2 separate regions of the Mus musculus genome follow, and region 1 is linked to region 2. The links are chromatin contacts, called in public Micro-C maps. All regions are on one chromosome and are shown on one strand. The core of a region is the stretch at or near the end of the contact, and the rest is flanking DNA. Distances in the headings are between cores, read along the strand shown.

What was found. A called contact is a pair of places that touch in the nucleus more often than the background predicts.
Region 1: a Micro-C map of embryonic stem cells shows a contact between it and region 2, with 4 times the contacts expected there. The contact joins the promoter of Thbd here to the promoter of Foxa2 in region 2. A contact is called at or near these places in 12 of 39 promoter capture datasets (the 3T3-L1 cell line, cranial neural crest, embryonic stem cells and 6 more), 15 of 484 Hi-C or Micro-C datasets (LSK cells, adipose-derived mesenchymal stem cells, embryonic stem cells and 2 more) and 5 of 115 datasets of contacts at active chromatin or transcription factors (embryonic stem cells and extraembryonic endoderm stem cells).

What each region holds. Positions count from the first base shown.
Region 1 is chr2:148,404,972-148,411,670 of GRCm38.p6, reverse strand. Thbd (thrombomodulin) reads left to right here and starts at 3,483. Exons shown (of 1, transcript NM_009378.3): 1 at 3,483-6,699. The coding sequence starts at 3,725. The coding sequence ends at 5,458.
Region 2 is chr2:148,041,317-148,047,360 of GRCm38.p6, reverse strand. Foxa2 (forkhead box A2) reads left to right here and starts at 1,413. Exons shown (of 2, transcript NM_001291065.1): 1 at 1,413-1,534; 2 at 2,537-4,484. The coding sequence starts at 1,448. The coding sequence ends at 3,847.

The sequences.
Region 1 (6,699 bases), core at 2,234-4,733, 360 kb before region 2:
TAAGAGCTGGCTTCCTGAGCTCATCTAGTGACGAGTATCTCCTAGAGACCTCCGCTAATCGATCTTTTTTCTTCTCCCTTTTTCCTCTTTTTCTTCTAATCTCTCTCCAGGTATTCCTACCTAACCTTAACTTTTCCTCGGGTTCAAGACCCTTGGAAAGGCCTGTATACTTACCGTTTCTCCTTGCTCCTACTCTCTCTCCCCGCTTTACTTCTGATAGACTGCCCTGAATTTCCTCTAGAATTTTCAGCCCTATCTTAAGCACTATATAACATGTGAAAAGGAACAAAAGGGCTCCTAACACTAGAAAAAATTCAAGGCCAAACATTTTCCACTTTACTTCTGATAGACTGTCCTGAATTTCCTTAGAAAGTTCAAGATCAGACTTACCTCGTTCCCCAGCTGAAAAGTTCTGAATTCATACAGTTGAATCCTTCTTAACAGTCTGCTTTACGGGAACCTTTATCACCGTCGTTCCCCAGCTGATGAGTTCTGAATTCGGCAGTTGAATCCTTCTCAACAGTCTGTGTTACGGGAACCTTTATCACCGTCGTTCCCCAGCTGATGAGTTCTGAATTCGGCAGTTGAATCCTTCTCAACAGTCTGTGTTACGGGAACCTTTATAAACGTGATCCGCAGTTCTGGTTCTGAAATGAAGTATCCCTCCTGCGCCAGTCCGGAGTTTTTTCTCGTCCCGGATTTTCTCGTCCCGGAATTCGGCACCAATTGTTATTCGACGCGTTCTCACGACCGGCCAGGAAGAACACCACAGACCAGAATCTTCTGCGGCAAAGCTTTATTCTTACATCTTCAGGAAAAGAGAGCAAGAAGCAAGAGAGAGAGAAAACGAAAACCCCGTCCCTCTTAAGGAGCATTCTCCTTCGCCTCGGACGTGTCACTCCCTGATTGGCTGCAGCCCATCGGCCGAGTTGACGTCACGGGGAAGGCAGAGCACAAGTAGTCATAAGATACCCTTGGCACATGCGCAGATTATTTGTTTACCACTTAGAACACAGGATGTCAGCGCCATCTTGTAACGGCGAATGTGGGGGCGGCTCCCAACAATAGTCATTTGGGAAGAGAGAAGCTCAGTTGTAAAAATGCCCCCAGTTGATTGGCCTGTAGGCAAGCCTGTGGTGCACTTTCTTGACTGATGATTGATGTGGACGGGCCCATCTCCTTGTGGGAAGTGCCACTCTTGGGCTGGTTGGTCCTGGGTGATATAAGAAGACAAGCTGAGCAAACCATTGAGAAGCAAGGCAGTAAGCAACATTTCACTCTGGCCTCTGTGTCCGTTCCTGCCCTTAGGTTCACGCCCTGACTCCTCTGGACAATGAACCTTAAGCAGGAAGATGAAACAAACTGCTCTCTCCTCAAGTTGCGTTTGGTCATGGTGTTTTCTCACAGCCACAGAAACCCTAATTAAGGCAGTTGTCGTATTGAAAAGTCCCCACTCAGGAGGGTAACCACCATTTAATTCCATGCTCTCACAGCACTGAATAATCCCACCAGTTCACACTCTGCAGACAGTGCCTCTGGTCCATGCCCTGTTGTCTTCTACCTAGGGGATGCCCCTACTCTGGAACAGTGCCCCTGGAGGTCCCATCCCACATAAGAAAGCTGCCCCCTTCTCTAGAGGCTATCCCCTTGTCCAACCCCTAGTCATTCTTCTCTCTTTCCTAGGACCCAGGCATTGCTATATTTATTCCCATTCCCTCTGGAGTTTTCTTTCCTGGAGAGCTGAGGCAGCTTTGACCCAATAAAGACAACGTCAGTCAAGGGGGTGGTGGACTCTACAGGTCCCAGCTCTGGCTTGACAGAGACAGAGTCCCACATGGGCAAGCAGATGGAGGATGTTCCACCTGCTTCTTTTTACAATTTCAGTGCTTTCATTTCACCCTCTTTTTTTTTTTTTTTTTTTTTTTTTTTTTTTTTTTTTTTTGGTTTTTTTGAGACAGGGTTTCTCTGTATAGCCCTGGCTGTCCTGGAGCTCACTTTGTAGACCAGGCTGGCCTCGAACTCAGAAATCTGCCTGCCTCATTTCACCCTCTTGGCCACGCGTCCCTCTGTGAATGTTTTTCTCCACGTGAGGACACCGCAGCCTTCTGTTCTCATCTAAAGTCCGAGCTGTACTGAACCAGAGAAGCTATTCATTTGTAAGCCATGGGAACTTCGCGAGGCTTCCCACAGACGAATTTCCTAACCTTCAGCTTTGCTCCAGGCAGTCTGAGCTGCTCCGTAGCAGTTGTAGTAAGTAATGCTCTACTGTCCTTGGATTGGTCTAGAGTTCAACAGCACCGCCTCCTGGCAGTGGGGTGGAAGTGACTGCCACGGAGTGCAGGGTCCTCTTGGTGTGTGTGTGTGTGTGTGTGTGTGTGTGTGTGTGTGTGTGTGATGACGCGCACGCTTGGGGAATAGGCAGATGAGAGAGGTGGGGAGGAGGTGGCTAAGCTTTGATTTGAACACAGCCCTCCACATTCTTGGTGAGTGCTTAGCATCTAAAAGTCTTAAGTGACAGATTCCCTTCCTCCCCTCCCAGCTGCCCACAAGACACTCCTCTTCAATGCCCTTTGTGAGCAAACGGATTGTGTAGGCACCTCTATCTTTTGAGACTCTCAAATGACGATGGAAATGATCACGTCAAAAGGAACCAAGTAGGCTCTATTGTAGCTCATACAGTCTCCTTGCAAAGCCCCCTCCCCCCCTCCCCACCCCGGGGCCAGTTTCATTGAGGGGTCTGAGATAGGCTTGGAGGAAAACAAAACAAACCAGAACAAAGGAACGCAACACACCTTCCCCAGAGGATTCTGCAGGAATTGAACTGGGAAAGGGGGCCATGATCTCTGAGCCCAGACAAAACTTGCACGATGTTCTCAAGCAACTAGATAGGGTCTGGCCTTGGAGATGCCTGCTCAGAACAGGAGAGGAATGGAGACTGGAGAAGGGTTTGGGGTTATTAGACCACTCTCTCCTCTTGCTGCCCTAGTATTGTTTCCCCTGGCCTCCTCCAAGGTCATTTGGGACCTAAACCTCCGATTGTCAATGCAGCCAGGCTTCCTGAGTTCCTGCCTTGCATTTAGCTCACCTTTTTCAGAGTCTTGCAAGTCTCAGACACACCTCTACTGGACTTTTCTTTTCCCTGCCCCACCAACCGGACCATCTTCCAAACTTTGGTAGCATCTATGTGGAAGTGTGAGTGTGAGTGTGTGTGTGTTCGCGTCTGAGTGTGTGTACGTGTGTAGAGGTTTAAACACAGGCTACCCGCGGGCTATACCGGAGAGTCTGGGGCAGGAACTGTCGTCTTGCTGACACAGTTCTGTTCTGTGGTGGCGCCTGCAGGCCACGCCCGAGGGCCTCCCAACGCCCAGACAGACTTTTTAACTCATCGCGCAGAGGTGATCCCAGGCTGGAGGGCGGGCGCAAGGCGTCCGGAGAACCCAGTAATCCGAGAACGCAGCATCAGCCCTTCCCACCAGGCACTTCCTTCCTTTTCCCGAACGTGCAAAGAGGGAGGGCCGCGCATTTATAAACTGGAGCTTCAGCGGAGTGGCATGTTAGAGGCTGCCTCGCAGGGACTAGGAGCCTGGGCTAGAAACGTCTAGGTTGTGATAGAGGCTAGCTGCTGTCGCCGCAGGCATACGGAAACCCCTCTGCCTGGACTGGGTGTCTGCACCAGCGCAGGGCTAGCTTTTCTCGGAACTTGCACGGTGCACCCCTGGACAGCATGCTTGGGATTTTCTTTCTGGGTGTGCTGGCTCCAGCTAGCCTGGGGCTCTCCGCACTAGCCAAGCTGCAGCCCACAGGCAGTCAATGCGTGGAGCATGAGTGCTTCGCGCTTTTCCAGGGCCCCGCGACCTTCCTCGATGCCAGCCAGGCCTGCCAGCGCCTGCAAGGACATTTGATGACAGTGCGCTCCTCAGTGGCTGCCGATGTCATCTCCCTTCTGCTGAGCCAGAGCAGTATGGATTTAGGGCCCTGGATCGGTTTACAGCTCCCGCAGGGCTGTGACGACCCGGTGCATCTCGGGCCCCTGCGCGGCTTCCAGTGGGTTACTGGCGATAACCACACCAGTTACAGCAGGTGGGCGCGGCCCAACGACCAGACGGCTCCACTCTGCGGCCCTCTGTGCGTCACGGTCTCGACAGCAACTGAAGCTGCACCCGGCGAGCCGGCCTGGGAAGAGAAGCCATGCGAGACTGAGACCCAGGGTTTCCTCTGTGAGTTTTACTTCACAGCTTCCTGCAGGCCTCTGACGGTGAATACTCGCGATCCTGAGGCTGCCCACATCTCTAGTACCTACAACACCCCGTTCGGGGTCAGTGGTGCGGACTTTCAAACGCTGCCGGTAGGCAGTTCCGCCGCGGTGGAGCCCCTTGGCTTGGAGCTGGTGTGCAGGGCCCCGCCCGGAACTTCAGAGGGACACTGGGCTTGGGAAGCGACAGGAGCCTGGAATTGCAGCGTGGAGAATGGTGGCTGTGAGTACTTGTGCAATAGGAGCACGAATGAACCCAGATGCCTCTGCCCCAGAGACATGGACCTGCAGGCCGATGGACGTTCGTGTGCAAGACCTGTGGTTCAATCGTGCAACGAACTCTGCGAGCATTTTTGTGTCAGCAACGCTGAAGTGCCAGGCTCTTACTCCTGTATGTGTGAGACAGGCTACCAGTTGGCTGCAGACGGACACCGGTGTGAGGACGTGGATGACTGTAAGCAGGGGCCCAATCCATGTCCCCAGCTCTGTGTTAACACCAAGGGCGGCTTCGAATGCTTCTGCTATGATGGCTATGAGTTGGTGGATGGAGAGTGCGTGGAGCTTCTGGATCCGTGTTTCGGATCTAACTGCGAGTTTCAGTGCCAGCCAGTGAGCCCCACCGACTACCGATGCATCTGCGCTCCAGGCTTCGCACCCAAGCCGGATGAACCGCACAAGTGCGAAATGTTCTGCAATGAAACTTCGTGCCCAGCAGACTGTGACCCTAACTCTCCTACTGTTTGTGAATGCCCTGAAGGCTTCATCCTGGACGAGGGTTCCGTATGCACGGACATTGATGAGTGCAGTCAAGGCGAATGCTTCACCAGTGAATGTCGAAACTTCCCTGGCTCCTATGAGTGTATCTGCGGGCCTGACACAGCCCTTGCTGGTCAGATTAGCAAAGACTGTGACCCCATCCCTGTTAGGGAAGACACCAAGGAAGAGGAGGGCTCTGGGGAGCCTCCAGTCAGCCCTACGCCAGGCTCTCCGACAGGTCCCCCTTCTGCAAGGCCAGTGCACTCTGGCGTGCTCATTGGCATCTCCATTGCCAGCCTGTCCCTGGTGGTGGCGCTTTTGGCGCTTCTCTGTCACCTGCGCAAGAAGCAGGGCGCTGCTCGTGCAGAGCTGGAGTACAAGTGCGCATCTTCCGCCAAGGAGGTAGTGCTGCAGCACGTCAGGACTGATCGGACGCTGCAGAAGTTCTGAGGGATTTGCTCCAGAGACCCAGGTGGCCTTTGTCTTTCCGGGCTCTGTACCTCTCCTCTCCTCTCTCTCTCTCCAGCCTCCCAGCTGTGTTCTCTGGCAACTTAAAAGCACCCTGGCTGGTATAATAACCAGAGAAGAGCCCATCCTCTCAGGACAAGCGAGGGTAGGGAGGACTTGAAGCAGGACAGCCCAGTTTCTTCCAAGTAGATACTGGACAACTGGGCGGAGGTGGCAAATACAGCGGAGATCCCAGAGTACCCCAGTCCCTCACCTCACCTCCTAGTGCTGCTGATCTGTAGGCTTGAAGGCAAACCTTGACCCCATGGGCTGGAGATGACCCAGATATTTATTTTTTTTAAAGTATTTAGTATTTTCTTCCCTCCAGTTTTCTTCTGCTTGTAAGTCTCCAGCCCCCCACAGCTTTCTCAGTCCCTCCATTCCCCCCCTCCTGTCATTCTCCTCCCCAAACCTGATCATAACTTTGCCCTTACCGTTGTTTCCAAACTCTTATGTGAAACAGAAAAGAAACACTAAAAGCAGAAAACGTTCTTTTTCACTGGCTTTGGGTATTTAGTCAGAAATTTCAGGTAACCAAAGCAAAAGAATTTTAACAAAAGCTAAAATATTTCAGCTGAACACTAACTAGTCAATAGTGCTGGAATGTCACAGAAAATAAACTTAAGGAAGTAGGGTTTTTTTTTTTTTTGAAATCTTTGTTTTTGAAAGGGTGAGCCTGGGTTTTATGATTGTTGCTGTTGTTTTGAATGGGAATGACAAAAGAGGTCATTATTGTTAAGATTTTTATGCAGGCTCTACAGTGTTATTAATTTTTGACAGTGTTCAAAATGTGCAGAGGATCCTTTGTCCAACCCTTTGACATGACAATAGGACATTGCTATCTTGAGACATACTGGGCCACATTCATAGCTTTCCAAGGATGTATGTGGTCCTGCCTCAACATATCAGAGCCTGACAGATGGAAGCACCTTCCAGTAAAGCATGAGTTGTGTGCTTCGTGCCGAGCTGACTCTCAACTGTGCCTGCCCCTTGTAGTCCCGAAATACAAGCAATGTGCTGCTGAGGGAAACATGGAAACTTGGGAATGGAGTCTGGGGGTGCCTAGATGGGGCTTTCTTTTAATGAGACTCTTGAACAATATCTCGTAATTCAGAGGGATCTTCTAGCCCTGGCCACTGGCCTGTACACAAGAATTGGGACCTCGCTTGGGATCTGGCTAGAAT
Region 2 (6,044 bases), core at 164-2,663:
CTTCTCTGAGATCCTCCTGCCTCTGCCTCAAAGGCAGAAGACAACACTTCAAATGACACTTTTTAACACCTAGAAGCTAAAGAGAAAAGAAACTGAAATTTTCAATTTTTATAAGACAGTCCTGGTCTCTGCAGGCAGAGAACACAGATCCTCCTGAAGTCATCCCACAAGGCCCATTATTGATTTTTTTTCTCCTGCCCTACCCCCACCTACTGCCCTGTTTGTTTTAGTTACGAAATGCTTTGGGCACCTTGGATTTAACTGAAAAGTAACCTTGAAACACCGAGGCCCTCATGCCAGAGGCAAATCGCTGCCTCCCGGGTATTGGCTGCAGCTAAACGGGTCTCTCCAGGCCGACTGAGGTGGGTAGCCAGAAAGAGGACTGAGGTAACTGACGACCAGGGCGGCCAGACCACGCGAGTCCTACGCGCCTCCTGAGGCCGCCCCGGGACTTAACTGTAACGGGGAGGGGCCTCCGGAGCAGCGGCCAGCGAGTTAAAGGTGTGTACACAGTTTTTCTAAATAGGACAGCGCTTTGCAAATTGGCTGTCACCTGCTTGTTGTTTTGACAGGGAATGTGCACTAAAAGGGAGGAAACCCGAGATAAATAAATCTGGCTTGCCTCGCTTTGCAGGCCACCAAGGCGGTACGCGCCTTCGGATTGACGAACCCCGTGCTTGGGGCGATGAGGAGGGGCGGGGCGGGAGCAGGAGACCTGAGTTTCTCCAAGGGTGGCTTGATCCCAGGTCTCTGGGTCCACGGAAGACTCCCCGTGGACGTAAAGGAAGGGACTCCACCAGGGCGCCAGCACGCCTGCTTGCAGGTCGGGGTCTTGGGAGTGCCAGGGACAGCAGGAGATGGGCTAGCTCGGGGCGCCCAGCGGCAGGTGCGGAACGCTAGCCCTGGCTTCCTCTCACCTAAGTGTGAGCTGATTATTCAAATGGGCTGCCCGGGGTCTGGGGATTGGAGGCCAGCGCCAGCGCACCGCGCTATATCACCAGCCGCTCACGTCATTGCGGCACTTGTCCGCTGCGCGGTCCACACCTCCTCCTCCTCCTCCTCCCCCTCCTCTCGCTCTCCCCCCGCCCGCCCCCACGCCGCTAGCTTCCCGCCGCCTCCCGGCAGCTCGACACTGCCAGCCTCAGCCTGCACCGGCAGCCCCGGGAGCGCGGCGACAGAGTGCACGCCCGACGGCGAGTCTCGGGTTCCGGCCTCCAGGGTTCTTCGGCCCCCTCCTCCGCCAGCCACCTTCCCGCCCACTCCCAGCTACTTCCCGCCGCAGGCCGCGGGAGAGAGAGAGGAAGTGGAGTCCAGAGAGGGAGAGAGGGGGAGCGCGAGAGAGGGCGGGAGGGAGGGGACGGTACCATTGCTGACTTTTTTTTTTAAGAGGGTGGGGGTGGGGGCTGATTGCTGGTCGTTTGTTGTGGCTGTTAAATTTTAAACCGCCATGCACTCGGCTTCCAGTATGCTGGGAGCCGTGAAGATGGAAGGGCACGAGCCATCCGACTGGAGCAGCTACTACGCGGAGCCCGAGGTAAGCTCTTGCCCTGGCCAGGGAGAAGTGGGGTGACAGCTATCTCCGCGTCCCCAGCCTCCGCACGCTCCCTTCACCGGTACCCGCCCCCCCACCTCTAGCCTTCCTGGACAGCCGCCTTTTCCGCCCTCCTTCTACTCAAATGGGTCTCTTTTTTATACGACACACTGTTAGCCTTGAGATAATATTAACTTTGTGATCAAATATTGACTTGCGGCGCCTCCAAATCCTCTTCGTGGCCGAGCCACGCACTATCCTAACAGAGTTATGTTTGGCAGCGCGCGGCTGGGGAGGGGTGGGAGGTCGGCTGGCGAGGGGGTGGGGAGCTGGGGAAGAGAAGGTGGGTAGGAGTTGGGGACAGAGGTACAGGCAAAGAATCAAAGACCAGTGGACAAAGAGAAAAAAAGTTTGTCGCTACGAAGCCGGGACACTAACAGTTCCTAGCCGAGTTGGCGGTCCCTTCCTTATTCCTCCACGCGATGCCTCCAGCTGCTCCCGGACTCTGTGCAGGCACTGCGCTTCACTCCCCTATGACTAAGGAGTGGGGTCCCGGTACGAAACCCCAGAATAGAGGACACTGAGATGATTTTCGCTTGAGACTGCCCCAGTGAGGTTCCAAAGGTGGCTTTTGACTACCTGGGATAGCAACGGAGATTTCCGGCCTCGGTGCTGACTCAGTGTGCTGGCCAGCTGATTTGAGGAGCCCCTAGGGAGAGTAAAATACATTTGGGGCGCCTGAGTTGGCGGTGGTCCAGGTCACTGAAGTTCTAGAATCTGGGCGAGGCTGAGCCTCAGGTCCCGCTGGCCCTAGGGCGATCTCTTTTCCGGCTCTCTTTGGGGCCCAGAGGACTTGGTGTTGGTGCACTGGGATCCAGGGAAAGCAAGAGATTCCAGAGGCTTGCACGAATTGCGGGGGACTGGGTCCAACTGGTGGGTGGGTGGGAAGATCGGGCGAGCTCAGCCTAGGTGCTAACCTGTCTCCTCCCCGGGCTCTGTCCGCAGGGCTACTCTTCCGTGAGCAACATGAACGCCGGCCTGGGGATGAATGGCATGAACACATACATGAGCATGTCCGCGGCTGCCATGGGCGGCGGTTCCGGCAACATGAGCGCGGGCTCCATGAACATGTCATCCTATGTGGGCGCTGGAATGAGCCCGTCGCTAGCTGGCATGTCCCCGGGCGCCGGCGCCATGGCGGGCATGAGCGGCTCAGCCGGGGCGGCCGGCGTGGCGGGCATGGGACCTCACCTGAGTCCGAGTCTGAGCCCGCTCGGGGGACAGGCGGCCGGGGCCATGGGTGGCCTTGCCCCCTACGCCAACATGAACTCGATGAGCCCCATGTACGGGCAGGCCGGCCTGAGCCGCGCTCGGGACCCCAAGACATACCGACGCAGCTACACACACGCCAAACCTCCCTACTCGTACATCTCGCTCATCACCATGGCCATCCAGCAGAGCCCCAACAAGATGCTGACGCTGAGCGAGATCTATCAGTGGATCATGGACCTCTTCCCTTTCTACCGGCAGAACCAGCAGCGCTGGCAGAACTCCATCCGCCACTCTCTCTCCTTCAACGACTGCTTTCTCAAGGTGCCCCGCTCGCCAGACAAGCCTGGCAAGGGCTCCTTCTGGACCCTGCACCCAGACTCGGGCAACATGTTCGAGAACGGCTGCTACCTGCGCCGCCAGAAGCGCTTCAAGTGTGAGAAGCAACTGGCACTGAAGGAAGCCGCGGGTGCGGCCAGTAGCGGAGGCAAGAAGACCGCTCCTGGGTCCCAGGCCTCTCAGGCTCAGCTCGGGGAGGCCGCGGGCTCGGCCTCCGAGACTCCGGCGGGCACCGAGTCCCCCCATTCCAGCGCTTCTCCGTGTCAGGAGCACAAGCGAGGTGGCCTAAGCGAGCTAAAGGGAGCACCTGCCTCTGCGCTGAGTCCTCCCGAGCCGGCGCCCTCGCCTGGGCAGCAGCAGCAGGCTGCAGCCCACCTGCTGGGCCCACCTCACCACCCAGGCCTGCCACCAGAGGCCCACCTGAAGCCCGAGCACCATTACGCCTTCAACCACCCCTTCTCTATCAACAACCTCATGTCGTCCGAGCAGCAACATCACCACAGCCACCACCACCATCAGCCCCACAAAATGGACCTCAAGGCCTACGAACAGGTCATGCACTACCCAGGGGGCTATGGTTCCCCCATGCCAGGCAGCTTGGCCATGGGCCCAGTCACGAACAAAGCGGGCCTGGATGCCTCGCCCCTGGCTGCAGACACTTCCTACTACCAAGGAGTGTACTCCAGGCCTATTATGAACTCATCCTAAGAAGATGGCTTTCAGGCCCTGCTAGCTCTGGTCACTGGGGACAAGGGAAATGAGAGGCTGAGTGGAGACTTTGGGAGAGCTTTGAGGAAAAGTAGCCACCACACTTCAGGCCTCAAGGGAGCAGTCTCACCTGTCTGTGTCCCTAAATAGATGGGCCACAGTGATCTGTCATTCTAAATAGGGAAGGGAATGGAAATATATATGTATACATATAAACTTGTTTTAAAGGAGCCTTTGGTCTCCTCTATGTAGACTACTGCTTCTCAAGACATCTGCAGAGTTTGATTTTTGTTGTTGTTCTCTATTGCTGTTGTTGCAGAAAAGTCTGACTTTAAAAACAAACAAACAAACAAAAAACTTTTGTGAGTGACTTGGTGTAAAACCATGTAGTTTTAACAGAAAACCAGAGGGTTGTACTGATGTTGAAAAGAGGAAAGAAAAATAATGTAAGAGTCTGGTGTACCGGACCAGGAGAAAGGAGAAAAACACATCCCATTCTGGACATGGTGAAATCCAGGTCTCGGGTCTGATTTAATTTATGGTTTCTGCGTGCTTTATTTATGGCTTATAAATGTGTGTTCTGGCTAGAATGGCCAGAATTCCACAAATCTATATTAAAGTGTTATTGCCGATTTTATCCCTGTATCCTTTCTTCTCCTTCTCTCTCTCTCTCTCTCTCTCTCTCTCTCTCTCTCTCTCTCTCTCTCTCAAAATTAAACGAACTTATTGGTTATTGCAAGGATATGGGAGGAAGGTGGGAGTTCGTTGCAGGGGGTGGGGTTGTGGGAGACGGGGTCAATATTGCTGCTTACCCAACATTTTATTTAAATATCATAATTGACTCAATTGTCCTGTTAGAGCCACTGTTTCGTTGTCCTCCTGATGTTTGTCCACCTAGCCACACCTCCATCTTTCCTCCTTAAATGCTTTTCAGAGTGTATGGGAAGACAACCCCTAACTGATGCAGTGACTACAGCAGTAAACACAACAACATTGCTCACACAACAACATTGCTCATGGTCACTTTTTAATTTTTGAAGTTAATATTACTAAACATGACAGAACACATAAATTCTTGATGGACCATCCCAGCATCTTTATTCATACTGCTATTTTTATTAAGGTGCAGAGATTGGAGAGAAGGTCTCCTTAAATGGCCCTGACTGGCCTGGGACGCATTATAAAGACCAGGTTTTGGTCCTGCCTCTGCCTCCCCAGTGCTAGGATTACAGACCTGTTGTGCCTCTTAGCCCAGCTAAAGTCCAGTAGTTTTAGTTTTAAAGCCAGAAGCAAAGGCACTCTCTGAGTGCACATACATTAATTTTCCACCTGAGTTACTGGGAGATGCGCTGATGTTGAGGCCCCTTGGGTTCTCGAGCTGGATATGCTCTAGAAAGGCAGAAGTTTACAGTTTTTTTAATATCAGGCCTCCTTTCTAGTCAGTGAACTTAGACTGGGTTTACCAATTTTGGTGCATGGCTCTTCCAGCTACTTGAAGCATTGCCCCCCCTAGACCTTCCTGTGCCATTGAGACTACCTGGCTCTAGGTTGTGCCGGGAGGGCAGCCTGTCTCAGTCTCACAGGTGTTATCCAGGTATTGGGAAACCTTGCTAGGCTAGGAACGATGAGCCACCTAATCTGGGGAAACATTTTAACATTGGGAATTGGGTATAATTGCATAGTTAAGGGTAACCCCCAAATCTTTTATTAAGAAGTTATTCTGTGGGTGGGGAGATAGGGAGGGATGGAAGGGTGCCCTGAGCAGCTTAGCAAATGACTCCCAAAGTAGTGAAATCCCAGTGTCTCAGGAATGGTGTCTCCCTTCTACCAGCCAGGGCAAAGCTGTTTGTTAGCTTAGGAAGCTCCTATAGGCAAACCACACTTGAGGCCCAGGGACTGAATGGGTATTTTGTGAGCCTCCAGGAAAATACAAAGACCCCAAATAAAACCTCACCAATCATTTCCACCACTCTGCAGATTTTCCAAATTGACGGGTAACTGTAGAGGAGGTCGTGTTTTGCAAAAGGAGCCTCCTCACGCTGACCTGCATCTCCTGCCCTTGAAGCTGTCCCTCCCGCCCGCCCCCAGTCTGACTTTCCATAGGCCATTCCCATGGAAAGAAACATAAAAGAGTTATGTCTGTTAAAAACCCAAGCAGGCATCAGAGGTGTTTCTACTAAGGGACTGCTGCTTAGCC